Regions from separate parts of the Mus musculus genome. Here regions 1, 2, 4, 5, 6 and 7 are each linked to region 3. The links are chromatin contacts, called in public ChIA-PET, Hi-C and HiChIP or PLAC-seq maps. All regions are on one chromosome and are shown on one strand. The core of a region is the stretch at or near the end of the contact, and the rest is flanking DNA. Distances in the headings are between cores, read along the strand shown.

Evidence for each region. Hi-C and Micro-C count contacts between places; a contact is called where the count stands out from the background. ChIA-PET counts read pairs in DNA pulled down with a chosen protein or histone mark. HiChIP or PLAC-seq counts read pairs in DNA pulled down with a chosen protein or histone mark.
Region 1: an RNA polymerase II ChIA-PET map of memory CD8 T cells shows a contact between it and region 3, with 16 read pairs. The contact joins the promoter of Zfand3 here to the promoter of Srsf3 in region 3. A contact is called at or near these places in 2 of 115 datasets of contacts at active chromatin or transcription factors (memory CD8 T cells and pancreatic cancer cells).
Region 2: a contact with region 3 is called in an RNA polymerase II ChIA-PET map of memory CD8 T cells, with 30 read pairs. The contact joins the promoter of Cmtr1 here to the promoter of Srsf3 in region 3. A contact is called at or near these places in 1 of 39 promoter capture datasets (erythroid cells) and 2 of 115 datasets of contacts at active chromatin or transcription factors (effector CD8 T cells and memory CD8 T cells).
Region 4: a Hi-C map of B cells shows a contact between it and region 3, with 7 read pairs. The contact joins the promoter of Ppard here to the promoter of Srsf3 in region 3. A contact is called at or near these places in 1 of 484 Hi-C or Micro-C datasets (B cells) and 1 of 115 datasets of contacts at active chromatin or transcription factors (memory CD8 T cells).
Region 5: a contact with region 3 is called in an RNA polymerase II ChIA-PET map of memory CD8 T cells, with 58 read pairs. The contact joins the promoter of Rnf8 here to the promoter of Srsf3 in region 3. A contact is called at or near these places in 3 of 115 datasets of contacts at active chromatin or transcription factors (bone marrow-derived macrophages, effector CD8 T cells and memory CD8 T cells).
Region 6: a contact with region 3 is called in a FOXA1 HiChIP or PLAC-seq map of pancreatic cancer cells. The contact joins the promoter of Rpl10a here to the promoter of Srsf3 in region 3. A contact is called at or near these places in 2 of 115 datasets of contacts at active chromatin or transcription factors (memory CD8 T cells and pancreatic cancer cells).
Region 7: a contact with region 3 is called in an RNA polymerase II ChIA-PET map of effector CD8 T cells, with 6 read pairs. The contact joins the promoter of Def6 here to the promoter of Srsf3 in region 3. A contact is called at or near these places in 1 of 484 Hi-C or Micro-C datasets (CD8 T cells) and 3 of 115 datasets of contacts at active chromatin or transcription factors (effector CD8 T cells, memory CD8 T cells and pancreatic cancer cells).

What each region holds. Positions count from the first base shown.
Region 1 is chr17:30,003,757-30,006,456 of GRCm38.p6, reverse strand. It overlaps Zfand3 (zinc finger, AN1-type domain 3), which reads right to left and starts at 1,418. Exons shown (of 6, transcript NM_001356265.1): 1 at 1,149-1,418. The coding sequence starts at 1,219.
Region 2 is chr17:29,659,270-29,661,969 of GRCm38.p6, reverse strand. Cmtr1 (cap methyltransferase 1) reads right to left here and starts at 1,375. Exons shown (of 24, transcript NM_028791.6): 1 at 1,199-1,375. All of the region lies in intron 7 of Gm28043 (predicted gene, 28043), which reads right to left.
Region 3 is chr17:29,031,264-29,034,067 of GRCm38.p6, reverse strand. Srsf3 (serine and arginine-rich splicing factor 3) reads right to left here and starts at 1,408. Exons shown (of 6, transcript NM_013663.5): 1 at 1,282-1,408. It overlaps Gm16196 (a long non-coding RNA gene), which reads left to right and starts at 1,445. Exons shown (of 3, transcript XR_876716.2): 1 at 1,445-1,552.
Region 4 is chr17:28,231,186-28,234,060 of GRCm38.p6, reverse strand. It overlaps Ppard (peroxisome proliferator activator receptor delta), which reads right to left and starts at 1,307. Exons shown (of 8, transcript NM_011145.3): 1 at 1,197-1,307.
Region 5 is chr17:29,613,516-29,616,342 of GRCm38.p6, reverse strand. Rnf8 (ring finger protein 8) reads right to left here and starts at 1,554. Exons shown (of 8, transcript NM_021419.2): 1 at 1,265-1,554. The coding sequence starts at 1,375. It overlaps Gm28043 (predicted gene, 28043), which reads right to left and starts at 1,554. Exons shown (of 28, transcript NR_132314.1): 1 at 1,265-1,554.
Region 6 is chr17:28,327,087-28,329,876 of GRCm38.p6, reverse strand. It overlaps Rpl10a (ribosomal protein L10A), which reads right to left and starts at 1,406. Exons shown (of 6, transcript NM_011287.2): 1 at 1,259-1,406; 2 at 992-1,066; 3 at 830-910; 4 at 355-503. The coding sequence starts at 1,263.
Region 7 is chr17:28,206,437-28,209,244 of GRCm38.p6, reverse strand. Def6 (differentially expressed in FDCP 6) reads right to left here and starts at 1,467. Exons shown (of 11, transcript NM_027185.3): 1 at 1,307-1,467. The coding sequence starts at 1,402.

The DNA.
Region 1 (2,700 bases), core at 169-2,668, 970 kb before region 3:
TGCTGTAACTCTCCAGTAACCTTACACAGAACTAGTCATGAGCTGTGACCATTGCTTGTTAGGTGACAATCTAGAAAACCCAAAGTGTTCCAAGGACCAACTATAACTGCTGGTAGGAGTGGGGGGGTCCCATCTATCTATCTAATCTATTTGTAACTTCCCCCAACTCACCCTAATGAGGCATGGAATTCTATACTCTGTGTAGTGAACATTTAAAAAGAAAATTTTTAATAGGGAAAGAGAATTTGAGAGCCAAGGAAGGAAGGCAACTCTCACATTCCACAAGCTAGGCTGGCTGGAGGTTCTGTTGAGAAGTTTCTGTTTTCGGTTCGGTTTAGTTGGGTAGGGGTGTTTATCTGTTTGGGGGATTCCTTGTTGTTGTTTGTTGTTGCTGGTGGTTATGATGATGGTGGTGATGATGGTGATAGTGGTGGTGGTGGTGGTAGTGGTGGTGGTGGTGGTGGAGGAGGGGTTTTTTTGGACAGAGTAATTTTACAGACTCCCTGAAACATGTTTTAGATTAAAAAGTAAGACCCTCAACAATGCCTTTTAACTTTACACCCCAAGCCCAAATTCTGGACCCTGGATCTGTTCAAACGTATGACGTGTGAACAGCTTCCTAAAAGCAAATGGGGACTGAGATATAATTTAGGAAGTGATGATGCAAATCTCCCGGGGAGCAGCAGGGAGGAGGGGAGGTGAAAAAGTCAGAGGAAATACCCTCCTGATGGCTGGGCACCAACTCATACCAAGATGAGGGGGAGGCGGACTGGCCTCCACAGGCCAAGGGAAAAGGAAAAGGGGCAACCCTGCCCCGTCAGAAGTGCCAGCGCCGCCACCTCGTCCCTCCGGCTCACCCGTGGCCCCTCACCCCAAGCCGGCCTCGGGCCAGCGAGTCCCACAGAGGGTAGCGCGGCCCGAGCGGTCCTGGTCCTCCTGCTCCTCTTATTCCTATTCCTCCTCTTCTTCCTCCTCCCCCCCCCCCCACCAGCGTCCCCTTCCCGCAGCCCTCCTCAGGCCGAGGCCGCGGTCCCCGCCCGCTCCCCCGAGGCCCGGCTTCCGCGGCCCAGCTTCCCGGGGCTCTGGCCTCCCTCGGGTCCCCACCGCCACCCCGAGGCCCGAGCCCGCGCCCCTGCCCCCACACTTACCCCCAGAAGCCGCAGGGACAGCGAGGCGGCAGGCTGGGCGCTTTGCTGCGCTCGCTCCCGGCGTCTCCCATGGTGCTCGGCGGCGGCGGCGGCGGAGCTCGGAGGCGACGGCGGCTGGGCCTGAGCCCCCCTCGGAGGAAGCGGAGGCGGCGGCGGCAGCGGCGGGGGGCGCGGGGCGGGGGGAGGGGGAGGGAGCGGGCGCGCAGGCGGGCGCGAGTCCGGAGCTCCGAGCCGGGATTCCAGGCGGGTCAGCTGGAGGCGGGCCGCACCACTCGGCCTGCGGAGGGGGGGGGCGCGGCGAGGAGAGGGAGGGGAGCTGCGGAGGAGGGGCTGGGCCGTGCGAGCCGGGGAGATCTGGCGGCCTTGGCGGCTCTCTCCGCCGCCCCCCAGCCACGGCGCTGTCCCGTGCGGCGGCGCTGGCGGGTCCGGGGCTGGGTGGGGAGGAACCCGTAGCCCCCGCCGGCAGTGGAGTCGCAGCGGCCGGCTGTGACGCCCCGGGCCCCCGCTCGCTCCGTAATCCCCTCCCCCGCCCCGTAGACTGCGCTGACCGGACAATGGCCGCTCCGCCCCCTCCCCGAGGCGGACACCCCTCCCGAGGCGGCGCGATGGTCTCGCCCGGGGGAGCCACCGCCGCCGCCGGAGCCCGACGGATCAGCTGGGATCCGGGCGTGCCACTTTGTTCAGAGCCTCGGAGGCTGGGCGGTGCGTGCTCCTCCCGAGTTCCTCGTGCGAGCCGCCTCTCAGCCCTCCATCTTCCCAGGACTTTTACGAGAGCTAGCCTGCGCTCCTGGCTGAGGAAGGAGAGCGGGTTTCAGAGTCCTGTGGGGGAGCTTTGCCTCCACCCCCCAGCTGAGACAAATGGTACGCCCCAAGCGGGCCGGGGGCCCAATTAGTTGTTTGGGGTGACTTGGGTCGGTCCCAGAGCGGCGGCGCATGCGCCTGGAGACCTGGTAGTCTGTCCAGAGCTGGGTGGAGCGTTTCCAAACCCGGAAGTTGCCTAGGTGTCCTGCGTTCACCGCTGGCCGTCTGGGTCTTCAAGGCCACTGTTCTCGCGCCCCTGATGAGTGCCGCGAAGCGTTCCTCCCCAAACTGCCAGCCGCCGGAGAATCTCGCTTCCCATTTCCCCTACTCCCAACCCACTCAGACAGTTCCCCCGGAAAAGTGGCCTCCGTCCTGCCATAAATGAATTTCAGGAACATCTCTAGATAGCAAGTCGTGGGGCAGAAGGAACTTGCCCAAGTGTTTCACCCCTCTGATGTCCTCAGTTGGAGTACCCCAGGTCCACTCCCACTATCTTGATTTGGAAAACCTCCCTGGGGTAAATATGGTTGGTTTGGGGGAGAAGATTTAACTTGATCCCTACTGGACATTAATAAGTGGCCAAACTTGAGCCGTTGAAAGAATTCTTTAATATTCCTTACCACAGTCCTAAATTCTTTCTGTTCTCCAGTCAGCGGTGACCAGAATAGTCCACTAGCGATCACTAATTTGAACACAAAAGAAACGTCCACCAGAACTCTTGGAGAAGTGACCTGACCTTAAGGGGTTTGGA
Region 2 (2,700 bases), core at 126-2,625, 630 kb before region 3:
AGTTGGAGGCCAGCCTGGTCTACAGAGTTCCAGGACAGCCAGGGCTACACAGAGAAACCCTGTCTCAAAAAGTCAAAAAAAAATTACAAAATCTTCAGGAAAAGTAGTGTATTCAAAGAACTCAGAAAAGAGAAAAGACTTAAAAGTTGGAGGTACACTGGTATCTTTGGGGAACAGGGACGCTGGGATACAAGAACAGACTTCTCTGGCGTTTGAGTCAGACATATAGTTTTAAGACCATGTGTTGTTTTGACTATGAACTGATACTCAATATTGTCTATGAAAATCAGAGCCAGTTCAACTTATTTCAAAATATTTGCTGGGGTGGAGGGAGAATGAGCATCAGCAGTCGAGGTAAGAAAGTAATGGAATTTGAAGGGATATAGCAATCCCTCCCCTTGAAACCTAGCAAAAGGTTTCCGTATTTCCAGCCCGAGGATGAACCTGTGGACCCAATGTACGATCATCCCAATCTCAGGTGGCAATTTCCTAAGTGACAGTAGCAGTGCCTATTAGAGGAAAGCAGGAAAGCCAGGCGACTGAGCCAACAGAAAGCCAGGCCCGAGGAGCCACATTTTTACTTGACATCACAGATAGGTGAGCCTACTGGAAAGCTCATCGCTGAGGCTTCACAGCACATAAAATGGGTCTCATTTAACTCTTAAGTCGTCCCGGTGGGTGTGGGTGAAGCGGGGGTGGGGGGTGCCACTGGGAACTCAGTGTGGTCTGCGATGGGGCAAGTGAGAGAACAGGAAACAGCTTTGTAGAAGGGCAAGGCGGCAGATACGAACGTCCCCCTCCACCACAGCACCTTCGACTGGGGCCTCGCAGGGAATCCAAGCCAATCCTCTCATTTCCTCGGCCAGGGGAAGGCCAAAGGGCTATCGAGTGACCTACAATGGCAGACGCGCTGTGACCAGGCACTTCTAAGCGCTGCTAACCCCCGTATGCAGAGGGGAAAGAAGGGAACGCCATCTCCCCGACGGAGCTTCTCCTTTGGAAACGTCAGGTGTGATACTGTGTGCGCGGCGACCAGCAGCAGCGGCAACCTCGGCTCCGAGAGGTTGCTGGGGACAAGACAGGGGGCAGGAGCAGAGAGAGGCTACCCGAAAGCGGGCAAAGCGGCCGCCGCAGGGGAAGGATGCTGTGCCCGTGCGCCCGCCCGCTCGCACCCCCGGGGCCGCGCGCCTGCACTCACGCTGAGGGGATGGGGCGAGTAGCCGGCGAGCGGAGACGAGGGACCAGGCCGCCACTGTCGCCGCCCAGGCTGGCCCTGCAACCTCCTCCTCCCTCACTTTCGTTTTCCTCGCAGGGCCGGCTAGCTGCGCGGTCGCGCTCGGAACCCGCCCCGCGGGCGGCGCCGCTTGATAACGTCACGAGCCCGCCAGCCCCGCCCCCGCTGGGCTCAGGCTTGGCCCTGGGGAACTGCCCAGGTCGCACAGCGCGCAGGACCCGAGGCGCCTGCGCGGAAGGGGGACCGCGAAAGAATGGGGGGGCAGAGAAAAGCCACTAGGAAAATAACCCTTGTCTACTCTCGCCCTAAAGAAGGGAAATCAATACTTCACCTCAGTTTATTCATCTTGTTATGGATTACCTGAAGAAGGAAAACTCCCAAGATGTCTTAATAAATCATGTGGAGTCTTTATTATTTATTACCACCGGTGGGGCTGTCTCAGGCAGAGGAGCGGGAAGCACCCTCGGACCTCCAGTTTGTTCGACATTTTAAAGACAAGGACTGCAACTGTGATGTATACAGAAAGGCAGCTCCAAACATGTGCAACAAGCAAACATTGCTTTTTTTTTCTTTTCAGAAGCAGAGTGATAACAATTAAATGGTCAGGCAGTTAACCTTTAGGTCAGAATCACAATCACATGGTATAGAAATTTATGGCTGATCAAGAGACCAGTTTAGCATAAGATTTAATGACTGGTCGAAGTGACCGGAGACGAATTTTTGCCCAAAATAGTTTTAGCAATGAAAGTATTCTTAGGAGCTAGGTGGTAGTGTCGAACACCTTTAATGCCAGCACTCAGAAAGCAGAGACAGGCATATCTCTGTGAGTTCGAAGCCAGCCTAGTCTACATAGCTACTTCCAGGACAGCCAGGGATATATTGTAAGACCCTGACTTGGAAAGTGGGAAAAAAAAATCCTAGAAAGTGTTTCACAACATGGCGTAACTAGTTTGGTAGCTTACTACAGTATCGTCATTATATAGATTTAAGAATACAGTCAGAGGAGCCGGGCGTGGTGGCACACGCCTTTAATCCCAGCACTCGGGAGGCAGAGGCAGGCCTATTTCTGAGTTCGAGGCCAGCCTGGTCTACAAAGTGAGTTCCAGGACAGCCAGGGCTACACAGAGAAACCCTGTCTCGAAAAACAAAACAAACAACAACAACAACAAAAAAGAATACAGTCAGAGACACAAACTGGCCAAGGTCAAAGACCTGTTCCTGTTCCATAGGACATATTTAACATTGGACTAGGCATAGCTCAGTGTCAAGACTGTTCGTCCGGTACACACCAGATCCTAGATCTGATTCTCAATGCCTCAGACTAAAAGAAATAATGGCATCTGTGGCATTTGACCATATGCACTGAGATGGGCTGTAACTCTAACTCCTCTTCCCATTTTCAGACCAATATAACTTTGTTGGACATTCTCAGCTGCGTTTGTCTCTTAAACCCCGAGACTTCAAAT
Region 3 (2,804 bases), core at 159-2,658:
ATGCAGAAGTTGAAGCATAACTTACCCTGTCTCAAAAACTAAGTGCATCAGGAAGGTGGTGTGCGCACGCACACACACACACCTTTGATCCCAGCACTCTGAAGGAGGAGGGAAATGATGAGTTGGAGACCAGATCTAAAAAAGTTGAGTAAACCAAGACAGCCAGCCTGATTTACAGCAAGAACTGTCTCAGGAACAAACAAAAATAAATATCTTGGAACCACACAAAGGTTCCACAACAAAACTATCATAGCTAGGAAGGCAAGCATGCTTGTGGCTCAACAGGCTAGAGGAATGACAGTTATGAAGTTTGCTAGTGACCCCCCGTCTTTTAGTAAAAAGTGCATAAAAGTAAATGTTGAGGTCTGCTAGGCATGTAGTGGCCTGCACCGTGCACCCTAAACTCCTGCGTAAAAGAATCTTTACTAAAAGGACATACAACATACAACCTTGAGGACATACACTCAGTAAGTCTTCAACTTCACACTTCCGAAATGAAAACCCTACTTAATAAGCCATTTAAGTGTCTTCCCTACTATACACCATAATGTTCAAACCGACTATTATCAAACTAAAAAATTTAACCCTATTTTGCCGTGACCCCACCCTGTGCCCAAGACTCAGTTGAGCGACCAAGCCATTCCGCGAAAATTAAAAAAACAAACAAAAAGACAAATGAAACTCATCCATCCCCGGTTTTCACACCTGTTAAAAGCAAATAGGTCAAAGAAAAACCCAACTCAAAGTGAACTATGATTTACATTAAGAAACGCAGCCTCATTAGAAAAGATTTTTAAAGCAAACACCAAGTCGGCATAAAAAAAAGATGAGACTGTAGGGGCTCAGTAAATACGAAAAGACCTGTCTTAAAAAATATATACAAAGTCCTCAAGACACTATACCAAGAAAACCAGGAGCAAGGAAGAAAAAGGCGCCATCAAACTAAAGGCCGCGACGTGGAGAATTCATTTAGAGATCTACCCCACACACACACACACACACACACACACACACACACACGCCGGCCACACCCCAGCCTGGAGCAATCCCTCTCCGAGCCTTCCTCCAAAGGACAAAAGATTAAGTCCGGGATTTACAGACTTGGAAGCATCTTCAACATTGCCCGGGGCCCCAGCCGCCGCCCGGGACCGAAAGTCACAAAATGGCGGCGGCGCCCCTTTGTCTCAATCTGGTGCCGCCATTGCGCCCGGCCCCACCTCGAGTCTGCGGAACTCCACCTCCCTCCCTCCACCTCCCTCCCTCCGTTCGCCGGTCCCTTACCGAGATCCTGGGTTCAAAAGGCCCAAGCTCAAATCCTAACGCTCCGACAGGCCCACCCGCTTCCCTCTGGTTCTGCTCCTACAGATTCTCGGTCTCGCGGCGTCACGAAATGGCGGACCACCACCGTCCCCTCGCCCTATTTATAGCACCCTGCTCTGCCACATGACCTGACCAGATCACCCAATCAGAGGCGGCGCAGGCTGTGACGTAAGCGCTACAAACGCTGCGAGAAACCGCGGTTACTGGGAGCGCGCGCCGGCCGTTCCGTCAGGTGGGTGGGGTACGCGCGGTGGCGCGAGCTCGTCGCCGCGTGCCGGCTTGTCCCGCAGATGCGGCGCTCGGCCCGGCCATCCCCGCGAGCCGCGCAGACGCCCCCTCTCCTCCACTTCCGCCTAGGCTGCAGCCGAATAAAGCTGTCCAGACTCTGCCGCCATTAATCCCGGGCGATGGCGGCTGCAGCCGCGGGCTCGGGTCAGAGTGAAACATGGACGCTTGCTTCCTCGTTGTGGGGCATCCATCGCAGACTAAGGAGCCTTATAGTCGCTCTCAAGGTCACCGAGCTTGGGCGACTTAACTGGTACCCCACGGTGCCCGGTCTGCGCCCCGATGCAGGGTAGAGCCTGCAAAGTTTGCTCAACTTTCGCTTTCCCGCCTCGCCCAAACCGCGCGCGCGGCAAATGCGACTTGATGAGGCTGCATGAAAAAACAAAAAAAAAAACAAGACAAACGGTCACAGGGCTCACTTTCCCAGGAGGAGAGCAAGGTTTTGCATAGGTTGCCTTTACGCTCTGAGCACGCAGCTCCGCCATGCAGATGCTAGGAGGGGCACCTGCGGCCTTTGTAAGGGCTTTGCTCTGGCTGCCAGACCTGTGGGTCTCCCTGGGCCTCTACACACAGACCCCAGGATAGCTGAATACCCTCGTTTGACAAGCCACATCGTTTGCCTCCAGCTCCCAGACGTATCCTCGGCCTGGCCCCCCTCAGGCTACTCTGATTTATTGGGGAGACTTAGTTGTTTCTGCTTCCAAGAAAGGTCAAAATATTAACCAGTTTTTCAGACACAACTCTAATGCTTTTGTTCCCCTAAGGGAGTTGTGGTGCAGGCTACAGTTGTTAAACCTGTTTTTGTTGTGACCTTCAGAAGATTCTAGCAAAACTTCATTTCCTTCTAGATCTTTTTTTTTCTTTCTGGGTTAGACATGCCTAGTATAGTAGTAATGGGGCTCATTTGAACGTCCTTTTGTCTTTTTCCTCTCCTCCCTGCCTCATAATCTCAGCTCTTGGCCCAAGGGAACAGGAGTCGAACTTTATGTTCATACATTTAGTGAGTTCTAGGCCAGAAAGAACTTCTTGAGATACTTTCTGAAAAACAACAAAAAATCTGATGTATCTAAATGACTTGTGATATTCTCTGTTCCAAAATTTTTTGGTTTGTAAAACAAACAAGTAATGACTACCAGGCTGGTGAGATGGCTCAGTGGGTAAGAGCACCCGACTGCTCTTCCGAAGGTCAGGAGTTCAAA
Region 4 (2,875 bases), core at 58-2,557, 800 kb after region 3:
GGAAAAACCAAGTTTAAAACCAAGGGCAGGGCTGGTGAGATGGCTCAGTGGGTAAGAGGTACCCGACTGCTCTTCCAAAGGTCCGGAGTTCAAATCCCAGCAACCACATGGTGGCTCACAACCATCCGTAACGAGATCTGACACCCTCTTCTGGTGTGTCTGAAGACAGCTACAGTGTACTTACATATAATAAATAAATCTTTAAAAAAAAAAAAAAAAAAAACCAAGGGCATAGCTTCTGCTCTTAGCTGTATGGAAAAGGGCAGTGCGTGGAAGGCACCGTATCATGGTTTAAATACATTCCATAATATCCCAAATGAGTCCTGTTTCCTGAAAGGGTGAAAAGAGTTATATGAAGCCTCTGGCTACCCCTGGCACACACCCAACTCAGAGCCGTCTCCCCCAAGGGTTCCTGGAAGTCAACAGACTCATAAAGGGGAAGTATTATAAAGCTGAGATTACGAGGGCCTACCAACTGGCCATCCCTCCCAATACAACACCCAGTGAAACCTGTGACCCGAACAAATCTGGTCAAGCTGGCGCTCAACACCCCACTCCCAGCTCAACTGAAGGTGAAACGGAAGCCTATCGTGCACCTCTGGGTTCTCCTCAAGCAGAGGCATAAAAAAAAAAAAAAAAAAAACTAGAAGCGAGGCAGTCGGGTGACAGGAGGTGAAAAGGACAGGAGATGAGAGCTGAGCCTAAGTGGGGCCTCTGCCGGTAGCCAGGATAGAAGGGGCTCGGATAAACCGGACTGGCTCACAACATCCTAAAGAAGATGGGGAGGGATAGGGCAACCCGAAAACGGGTCAGAGAGGAGGAGAGCACTGACCGACAGGGCAAGGATGGAAGGCTATCGAGGGAGGCAGGAAGGATCTCCAAGGAGGGCCTGGGTAGCGGGACAGCAAGGGAGGCGCTCAGAAAGGGGGTCAGAAGGGAGGTGACATGGGGTTCTTTGGAATTGAGAGGAGATGAAGCCACGGGGCTTTAGAGGGATCAGGGTGGGTGGGAGGAGGGAGGGAGGCCGGCTCCGAGCAACCACAGGGGTCCCTGCGGTGGAGACCCCAGCGGTGGCTCCTCAGCGCGCAAGCCGAGCATAGACGAGCCGCAGAGGCGCGGAAAGCGGCTCTCGGAGCCCCTGACCCCACCATCCACCTCAGCCCGGGCCGCGCTGGCCTCTCCCGATCCGCACGGACCTGTCCCGGCCGCCTCTCGCGCCGCTGCCGCCGTCCCGCAGGCTCCGCAGAATCCCCCAGCTCCTGCCAAAACTTTTCCCATTAATCCCCAGGTCCGCCGCGGCCTGCGGCGTCACACGCTCCCAGCCCCGGCGCCGCCCCCAGCCCCGTGATGTCACCGCGCCGCTGGCTCCCTCCCCCACAACTAAGCACTCGCCCCCGCCCCCTTCCGCCATAGCAGTAGCCAATCGCCGCGCCGCCTGGAGCCACTCCTTTGACAGCCATCGCTCCGCCCACTGCACAGCTGCCCTGGCGCGTCTGCAGCGCCCTCTGCAGTCAGACGTGGGAGCAGCAGCTGAGGAAAGCGCTGGGGAGAAGTTAGGGCTGGTCAAAGCAAGCCTCACGAAACGATATTTAAAGCTTTAAAGCGCGGAAAGAAGGTGGAGGTCATCTAATACAACCTCCTCACTCTTCCTGAGAAGAAACTAGGCATAGACTTGTGTGGTTTGAAGCAAGAAGCAAAGCTAAGGGCGGTGGGGGAAGGAATAGAGGCAAACTGTAATTTTCAGAGGCGCTTGGGAGAGGCATATGGTGGGAGACTTGGGAATGAAAATACAGACGCATACGTTTTACAAAATATCTATTTTTATATGTCAGAGTGTTTTGTCTGCATGTCTGTCTCTGCACCATGTGCGTTCAGTGCCTGCAGAGTCTGGAAGAAGGCGTTGGATCCCCTGGAAGTGGAGTTACAATGGAGAACTTCCATGTAGATGCTGGGAAGCGAGCCTCTTCAAGAGTAGCAAGCGCGATCTTCACCACTGAAGCATCTCTTCAGCACCCCCAATTTTTTAACTGGTGGCTAGTTCAATGGCTCAACGGGTCATCGCTTTGTCTCCAAGCCTGAAGACTTGAGTTCAGTCCCTGGGACTGCCTCCTGAAGGTTATCTTCCAATCTCTACACACCGCATGTGCACTTTCATATACACCCACACAAGAAAAAAGAAAGATCTGGAAGGCATGATGGCACTCTAACTCCAGCACTCAGGAGGTAGAGGACCCGTTTGAGGTCATTTTTAGCAATGGAGAAAGTTTTGGGCCAGCCTGTGCTTATAGGCCTTGTGAAGCCAAATAGAAAACAAATTTTAAAAGAACTTTTCTCCCACTTGAGATTTCTGTCGCTGGATGTCAGGGACCAGACAAGACAAGAACTCTGTACCTGGGCTTGCCTGTCACCCCAACTCATCATATACCACAGAGAGTATGTAGCCAGAAGGCAATCTGTCACTGGCTGGTTTCATCATCCTAGAATGAACAAAACTTGGCTGGCAGGAAAGTCAGCAGGCACCTCCCTCCTCCACACCGCCATTAAAGGTCACCTCTGCCCGGTCTGGCACTCCTTACAGTGCATCCTTAGCTCGCTGGATTGGAGAACCCCACACCACTTTTTTTCTGCTTTGTTTTCGAGTGTGTGTGTCTGTGTGTGTGTGTGTGCGCGTGCGCACGTGCGCGTGTGCACTTGGAGGACAGAGAAGGGTACTGTGTGTCTTCCAAGGATAGGTTTCCACGGTTTTCCTTTGAGGCCTGGTCTCCTGATGCATGCACGAGCGGTTCTGGTTTGGTGGGATAGGCTGTCAGCCATCAAGCCTGGGCTATCCTGGTTCTGCAATTACAGGAATTCACAGGACCACACCCTGCTTTTC
Region 5 (2,827 bases), core at 305-2,804, 580 kb before region 3:
CTGAATTTATCTTATATGATGTTTCAGGGTTATTATTCTTGCAAGGAAACACCATGACCAAAAAGCAAGTTGGGGAAGAAAGGGTTTGGGTTTTTTTTTTTTTTTTCAGCTTACACTTCTGAAGTGCAGTCCCTCATCAATGGAAGTCAGGACAAAAACTCACACAGGGCAGGAACCTGGAGGCGGGAGCTGATGCAGAGGCCATGGAGGGGTGCTGCTGACTGGTTTGTTCAGCCTGCTTTCTTATAGAACACAGGTGCACCAGCCAAGGGACAACCCCACTCACAATGGGCTGGGCCCTCCCCTATCAATCACTAATTAAGAAAATGCCTTACAGCTGGATCTTATGGAGACATTTGCTCAATTAAGTTTCCCTCTTTTCAGAGGACTCTGGTTTGTGTGCCAAGTTGACAAAAGACCAGCCAGTACACATGACCAACATTCAGTACTGTACAGGCTTTCCAAAACCTCAAGGATTCTACATTGCAAGCGCATCCCTGACCCAGTTCTGCTTCCAGAGCAGACTGCAAGGATTGAAAGCCCACAACAGCACCCAGCACCTCTCCCCCACTTAGAACTGTTCCTCCCACTTTGTCTTTGTTTCTAATTTTGCGTTTGTGGAGCTGCAGATACAGCTCATTTGGTAGAGTCCTTGCCTTCCAAGTTCTGTGACCCTGCGTTCAATCCCCAGCACCGGCCTTTTAAGTCAGCTTTACATTGTGAGCAGTTTCTGGAGAGAAGGCTGACCCACTTCAGGAGTGGCCCACCCCGACGCTCCAGTTCCCCTCGGAGATGGAATGGAAGACTTTTATTTTCAGTATTACAGTTCGAGGGGTTTAGGCATGCTACCCTTAAACTCCTGATCACACTTAAAATCAACTCCAGAGAGTCCACGCCCTCCGCAGCCTTCCAGGCGTCCATCTTCAGACTCCCTAGACAGGTTCGCCACTCCTAGGAATCAGTGGGGACGCCTCTGCCTCAGTTTCTCCGTCTCTGATAGACCCTTAACTGGGACAGTGCCTGTTCTCGACCCCATCCTTCTCCTCGCTGGGAGGCCCGCGTCCGTTACAGCGGCTCCGGCACGGGTCCCGCTCCCGCGCAGCCGCCCTCCAGCTCGGGCCTCAAGCCGCGGACTCGCCTGGCCTCGCGGCCCGGTCCCTCCGGGCCCTGAGGTGGCCGGAGCCCGCTGCCTCGGCGCCTCCCCGCCGACCGGTGTGCGCGGCCTTCCCCCGCTCCCGCAGCTCGCCAGGCCTCTCGCCCTCACCTCAGTCCCAGCCTCCAGCTGCAGCCACTCGCAGTCCATCCCCAGCCGCCGCAAGCACCAGCTCCGGCGGGCCGCGAGCTGCCCCGAGACCAAGGGGTCGGGCTCGCCCATGGCCCGACCGGCACTGGGGCAGCGTTCAGCAACCAGCCAACCTCTAGCCTGAGCTCCGGCCGCCTCCGAGGTTCCTCTCGCGCAACTTAATCTACACACAAGACAGAAGCAATCGCCCGGGGATCGACCGCGTTGAGAGCGCGGGCCCGCCCCAGGCCTGGGAAGGCGGGCAGTGCGCGTGCGCAGCGGGAGGCGGGCGGGAAGTGCGCAGGTGTGAGCCTGAAGAAGGACGAGCGTAACGTCTGCTGCGGACAAAATCCTAAACTAAAGCATAGATTTTAGGACTTGGAGGATGGCTCAACGAGTAAAGCTACTTGCTGGCAAGCGTGGAGACGATGCTCAGGCTTCACCTATATGGTGGCTGGGGAAAACTGACTTTTCAAATTGGCCTCTGACTTCCAAATGCGCACCCTAGCGGGTGGGTGTGGGTGTGCGCGCGCGCCTGTGTGCGCGCAGAGTAATAAACACTTAAAAGTTATAGATTAAAAATTATAGTAAACAACAGAAACACTCTCTTTCCTTGGGTTCGTGAGTATAATAATGACTTTCCCAATACCTTCTTTCCTCTCTGCGCTCTCCAAAGCCAGTACCCCAGATCCAGCAGCAATGAACCTGAACCTTTATTTGTATCCCACCCCTTTTTCCTTTGGCAGAGTGTGGTGGAGGATGAGGAGTTCAAGGGCATCTACCGCTATGCAGTGAGTTAGAGGCCAGCCTGGGATATGAGACCGTGTCTACAAAACAAACAAAAATTGCTTTATAACACGGTGATGACGGCCATAACCATTTTATTGAGAACTATAGCCTACTTTGGGTTGGGAGTAGGAGATTCTGAACATTGAACACACAGCCAAGGATGTACTCTGTAGCTAAATTATACCTCCACCCCATTATAACCCACTTTTGAGTGATTTAGAAAAGTCTGATCATTTTAAGGTTGATTCAGTCTATTCCTATTTAGCATCTATTTGTTTTTCATGACCTCATTTTGTTTCTGAATCTTTAAAAATTATACCAGGCAAATCTGTAGAGATGGATCGCATTACCTGGGGCTCATACAGGGTACAGAAGGAATGGAAATGGGCTTGAAGGGGCTAGGGAGATGAAACTCTCCCTTCTCTCTCCACGCTGAAGTTTGGGTGTTTAAGATATGTGTGTATGGGCTGGAGAGATGGCTCAGCGGTTAAGAGCACGGACTGCTCTTCTGAAGATCCTGAGTTCAAATCCCAGCAACCACATGGTGGCTCACAACCACCCGAAAGGAGATCATGAGATCTGGTGCCCTCTTCTGGTGTGTCTGAAAACAGCAACAGTGTACTTACATATAATAAATAAATCTTAAAAAAAATAAAAAAAAGATATATGTGTACATGTTTTGCCTGCATGTATGTCTCTGAGCCAAGTGCATGCCCAATGGCTGCAGAAACCAGAAGAGGTTGTTGGATCCCCTGG
Region 6 (2,790 bases), core at 157-2,656, 700 kb after region 3:
CAGTATTACTCCAAATCTTAAGACAGATGGAGAAACCTTCTATCTATAAAAGCAGGCATGACAACTGCCTAGCTCACAGTGGATAACTATTCCCAAAATGTATGCGGAGACAGGGGCTACCATGGAGGCTAACACGTGGGAGACACTTGTGACCCCTCCCTCGATAGGTTGTTAACTGAAAAGACTTGAAACCCAAACCAATAGCTGGCTATGAGTCAACTGCACACACTGGCGAGAGGGGAGTATCAGACCAGCCTGTGGGGCATTTTCTAACTGGTTGTGAAGCCCAATGTGTGCTGCCACTCCTGGGCAGGGGGTCATGGGTTGTGTTCAGCCCTAGTGAGCCCCACCTACCCAGCTTCTTGACCAACTTCTTGTTTTTGTTAAGCTTCTTGAGCGCCTCGATGTCCATGTGGGGGATATCCACGGCCTTGGCTTCATCACAGTGCTGCTGGTCCCCCAGAACGCACACCGAGAACTTGGGGCGTGGGGTGGACTTGAGCCTGCGTTTGGGAGGGGAGAAAACAGAACAGGTCATGGTCGGCGCTGGCCATCCCGCTAGATCTGAACGCATGGCAGGGAGCGGCAAGCCTTACCCGGAGCTCTGGGCAACACTAGCCTGGCTTCTCAGGCTAGGCGGCGGGCTCGGCCGAGGCCTCCCCACGCCTCCCCTCTTGTTTTAAGACCCAGGGTGGGGGTCCGTCCAGCCTGCCTGCCTGCAGCAGGGCTCCTGAACTACCCTGGCACGTCAGTGTCCCCGTGCCCGCCTAGGGCGCGGCCAGGCCACACGGGAACACTGAGGGCTGGGTGGGGTTAGAGCGGTGCCAACCTGACGGTGCCCGAGAAACGTTTGTCCTTCTGAGGGTCGTAGTTCTTCAGGCTGATCTGCAGCTCCACCGTCTCCAGAAACCTGAGCGAGAGGGGAGCTGTGAGCCAGGGTCGCCATGGCCGGGGATGCTCGCCCTGCCCCGGGAGGGAGGCCCGCGCTCACTTGCGGCGCTTGCGCTGGTTCCCGTGCAGGACTTCCCGCACCGCCTCGTACAGGGTGTCGCGTGAGACTTTGCTGCTGTTGGGGAGAAGCGAAGGCGTTCGGGGCCGGCCATGCTGCACCCCGGGCCCGATGACAGGCCCACGGCACGCTGGGGAAAGGCTCGCGACGCGGGGCAGTCGCCGGGAGAGCCTCCGAGACGGGCCGCGGGGCGTCCGCGGGCGTGTGGGTGCACGGATGGCGGCGGATAGCGCCACGATAACAACTTACCTCATGGCTGCGGCTGCCGCGGAAACCGGAAAGAAGGCAGAGCGCTTTGCGCATGCGCTCAAATAGAGCCCGCGTTCTCGCGAGAGTTGCCCGTTACGGGCACGTTCCGCGCTCAGCCAAGCCGGAGAGGCGCTGCAGTTTGCGGCCGCTGGGGGGGCGCCACCACGCGGCTGCACCGTGAGAACCGCTCTAGGAGCAGCAGGCAGTCCTGCATTGGGACAAGGGCTGAAGCCGGGCCCTGGGATTGGATTTCTCCCTGCTTTCTATCTTCTGCCTGCCCCATGACTTCCAGTCCCCGGCAGAACCGGTCTCCGTCATCGCCTAATTTGGTGATGAGCCCCGCAGAGCCACTGGGCAGCCGCCCCCTCTAGCCGTGCATTGTGCAATGGTCCGGCCACCGCATGTGGGCAGAGGCATGGATGACAGGAATAGCTTGAGGAAATGACCCTTGCTGAGATCTGCAGAACGGGAAAGCGCCTTGTGACTAGATTAGGATCAGATGTGCCTGGCTTAAGCCTAAGCCTCCACCTGGGAGGAGGCGCCCACCAGTCTATCCTGGCCATCTGTATAAACCGCCCCTGATTCAGCCTCCGGGCAAGGTGGACTTTGGACAAATGCCCCTGTCCTGTCTCAATTAGTTGGCATTTCAAACAAAGTCGTTCTTGTTACTTGACCCCGGTCTTCGCAGTTAATAGAGAGGCGCCGGGTCAAGGAGCGTTTGCAGGGAGCCTCCAGATCTGGAGTGACTCATTTGGAGGCATGTCACCCTCTCTGGGAACAAATCACAGATGTAGCCAGCACCCACCATTTCCAGGGAGCAGACCTACGAATAGCTCATCTCGCCTGAGCACACACACAGCAAACAGCAGGCAGGATGAAGCAGGTTCCCACAGGGTCAGAGCAGAGCAGGCAGGTTGAAGCTGCAAGTGCCATCCACACTCTAAAGGCCATCAACATGGTGAGCGGCTGACGTCTGTCTCTTAGACATTGTTCCCCTTGCTTCTGTAGTCAGATTCAGCTTGTTCTCAAAAGCCAGACCTTCTCACTGGACTGACCTCCTTGCCTCCCTGGAACAGGGACTCAGAAGCACCCAGAAACCTCAGTTCCCCACCCACTGCAGGGCTAAGGTAGGAGGATGCTGTCATGAACTTTCTCAGGCTAATTCAGTCACATCAGTTTGGCAAATTTTTGTTTCTTGGCATAGCCCCGACTCTCTTGGAATTCGCTCTGTAAACCAGGCTGGCCTTGAAATTAGAGATCTGCCTGCCTCGATCTCCTGAGTTCCAGGATTAAAGGTGTGTGCCACCGTGCCCAGCTGTGTGCTAAATATTTTTTGAGTGAGGTGCTGTGGAAATACAGATGTCACACAGGTCTGCAGCAGGCACCCTGTGTCTTTTCAGCCCATGGTGGGTTAGACATCCCTCAGATCCCAGTCCAAACCTTTGCTGCAGCTGAAGACAGAGTTCAGAGTTCTAGCAGGCCTAAGACTCCGGCTCAGCATGAAAACAAAAGTTATGGGTCCCAAGCCCACC
Region 7 (2,808 bases), core at 218-2,717, 820 kb after region 3:
CTGGAGAGGGGTCAGAAGTCACAGAGATGGAACATAGTATCTTGGGAGCAAGAAGCCATGTGGTGGAGTACTAAAGAGACAGGGTTTGGGGGAAGGTGTGTGTGTGGGGGGGGGGGGCACAGTTTCTACAGGATTGGTGTCTGGATGACCTGTTTTTCTTTCTGGGCAGAACTCAACTCGGTGACGAGAGCTGGGCAGACATGGGAAGGGCTAACCTTGCCTCTCTAGGGAACCAGAGGTGGTACTGGACTCTCTTTCCTGGGGCAGTAGAACCTTAGTCATTAGATGCTCAGAAAGCCAGCTCAGCTGGGTAGATGGAGCTGGCTAGAGCTTCTAAGTTCATAGGACCCAGCTTCAGCAATGTCGGAGTTGAGACAGAGGTGGGCCATGCCTGTTCTGTGCCATCTGCCTCCCAGGGTTCCTATCATGGTTGTGAACAGTGGAAATTGTAAATACCCAGATCTTGAGGGGCGAGTGGGAGGCAGACACAGCCTCCTGTGGTGCTCCAGGTAAAGTATTTACAGAGAGTGACTGGATCCCTAGCAGGGTTGAGGCTACTCTGACACTTGGCCCAACACTCCCTGGCTCCAGCAGCCTAGACTTCTGCTGGTTTCTCCTACATTCTCCCCTGGGAAGAAGACACCTACCCAGGAAGGAGAGAGCTCCTTCCGCTCCTTGGAACTGTCCAGGCCTAATGGTTTTAAGATGATGGGGGTGAGTAGAGTGTGTGTGTGTGTGTGTGTGTGTGTGTGTGTGGTCACGGAAGAGGTTTTCTCAGACCCGGCTTCCCCGACACCCTCAGCCCGAGGTCTTATAAGATAAATCTCCCAACCTGTTCTGTTCCTGCGCTGATAGGTGGCCCACATTACCGCTTGCTTCAAGTCGCCAGCTTGCTTTGCAAATGGAGGAGGCTCTCAGAGCCAAGGGCAAGCACTAACTGTTTTTCTTCAAAGCCATGAGGAAGCCACAGGGAGGAGCAGGGTACGTGCCCAAGCATGACGCTGGGGAACCCACAAGGAGCCCGGGAAGGGGCCTGGCTACTCAATCTCGGAACCTCGTGATGCCACCTCTACTGTCTGTCCAGTCAGGGTACTTGGTTCTAGACAGTGGCTTCTGGTGGCATGAGCCCTCTGGGGAGCATCCACTGAGCTACGCTGCCTTTGTGGCCCCGTCAGCGCTCCACCCGGGGCCAGGGCTGCTGGATGGCAAGGTGTCTGCCAGTAGCAAAGGCTTCCGTGGCTGACTCTCTGGGGTGGGAGCTGGCACGTTGAGTCAGCCTCCCCTGAGCCCCAAGGATGCCACTCACCTTGAGTTGGGACTTGGAGACCTTGCCGCTCTTCTCCACGTCCAGTGCAGTGAAGGCGTACCAGATAGACTTGAGCAGCTCCTTGCGCAGGGCCATGGCTGAGGCGCCCGCCCCGGCCCAGGGGCGGCTCTGACACCAAGATCCGGTTTCAGGAAATGCAAACGGCTGCAGACCGCAGAGAGGCCCTGGTGCAGAGCGGAGCGAGAGCTCCACCTGCCTGTTCCCTCTTGCTTCCAGGGCCTAGCCAGCTGCTCTCGCCACGCTCTGCTTCCAGGGCTGACCCTCCCAGAGCTGGAGCCCTCCTTTGGGCCCTGGCTCCCTCAGCACAGATAGTCACTTTAGAAGCCTGCTTGCCTCAGGATCTTCCCAGGCTCCCAGTGGTAGCTCTAGAGAGAGGAAGCAGGCCCTTCCAGACTTGGAGGGACACAGGATCAGGAGTCAAGCTTACCAAGTGGAAGCGATTGGATGAGTTAGCCCCAACAGTCTACTCTTAGTACGTTCCTACCTCACAGAGCTGTGTGGGTGCCTGAGACTGGACAGAAAGAAAACTGTAGGCCCTGTAGGCCCGGGACAGGATATTTCTTTAGAGCCACCCAGCAGAAGCTCAGTGCAGAGTTCTACCCAAGCAAAAGCAACCCAGCGGAGGAAGGACAGAGCCAGCTGCTTCTCCGCTTCTCCACGACAGGGTGCCTTGGCAGTTTGGTTTGCTGTTTCCCCCTCCCCGGGCCTTGGCTCTAAAAGAAACTTCAGAATACTGCCCACTTTGTACTTGATGGCTTTCAAGACACCAGAGCCTGTATTTAGGCACACAGGGTGACCTTGACAGTGGGGCTCACGTCAGAAATCCAGTCAGGGGCAGGGCAGGCCATGGGCAGAGCCCTCTTCAGCAGCCTCCACTTCTTCAGATGCAATGCCCACACAGATCATGGTGGCCATTAAATTTCAATGAAGTCAGTGGAAGCTAATTCTGGAGTTGTGCTCCACCCATCCACCTACTCACTCACAGGGGCATATACCCAGCCCCTCCACTTGCTCCTCACTTGGAGTTCTAAAACCTTGGGATGAGTTTGAGACCACCTAGGCTATGAAGAACAGTTCTGTCTCAAAAACAAACTATAAAAAAGCCCAGAAGGGGGGAGGGAGGAAGGGAGGGGAGAGAGAGAGAGGAAGAGAGAGAGAGAGAGGAAGAAGGAGGAGGAGGAGGAAGAGGAGGAAGAAGAAGAGGAGGAGAGGGGGAAGAGGAAGAGAGGAGGAGGAAGAGGAGGAGGAAGAAGAGGAGGAGGAGAGGAAGAGGAGGAGGAGGAGAGAAAAGATCCCAGCTGAGCAACAGCAAATGAGGGCTTCCTTAGGTGTCCCAGGAGAGGATAATCTTATGCACTTGGTCCCTGATTTCCTGGCTCTGTCAGCAGGAAGGGGCTGGGGGCTCATGAGAGCATCATACAGAGAGATGACGAGGAGGGAGGGAGAGGCTCCCACAGTTCCCACAGTGTTCCTACACAGCT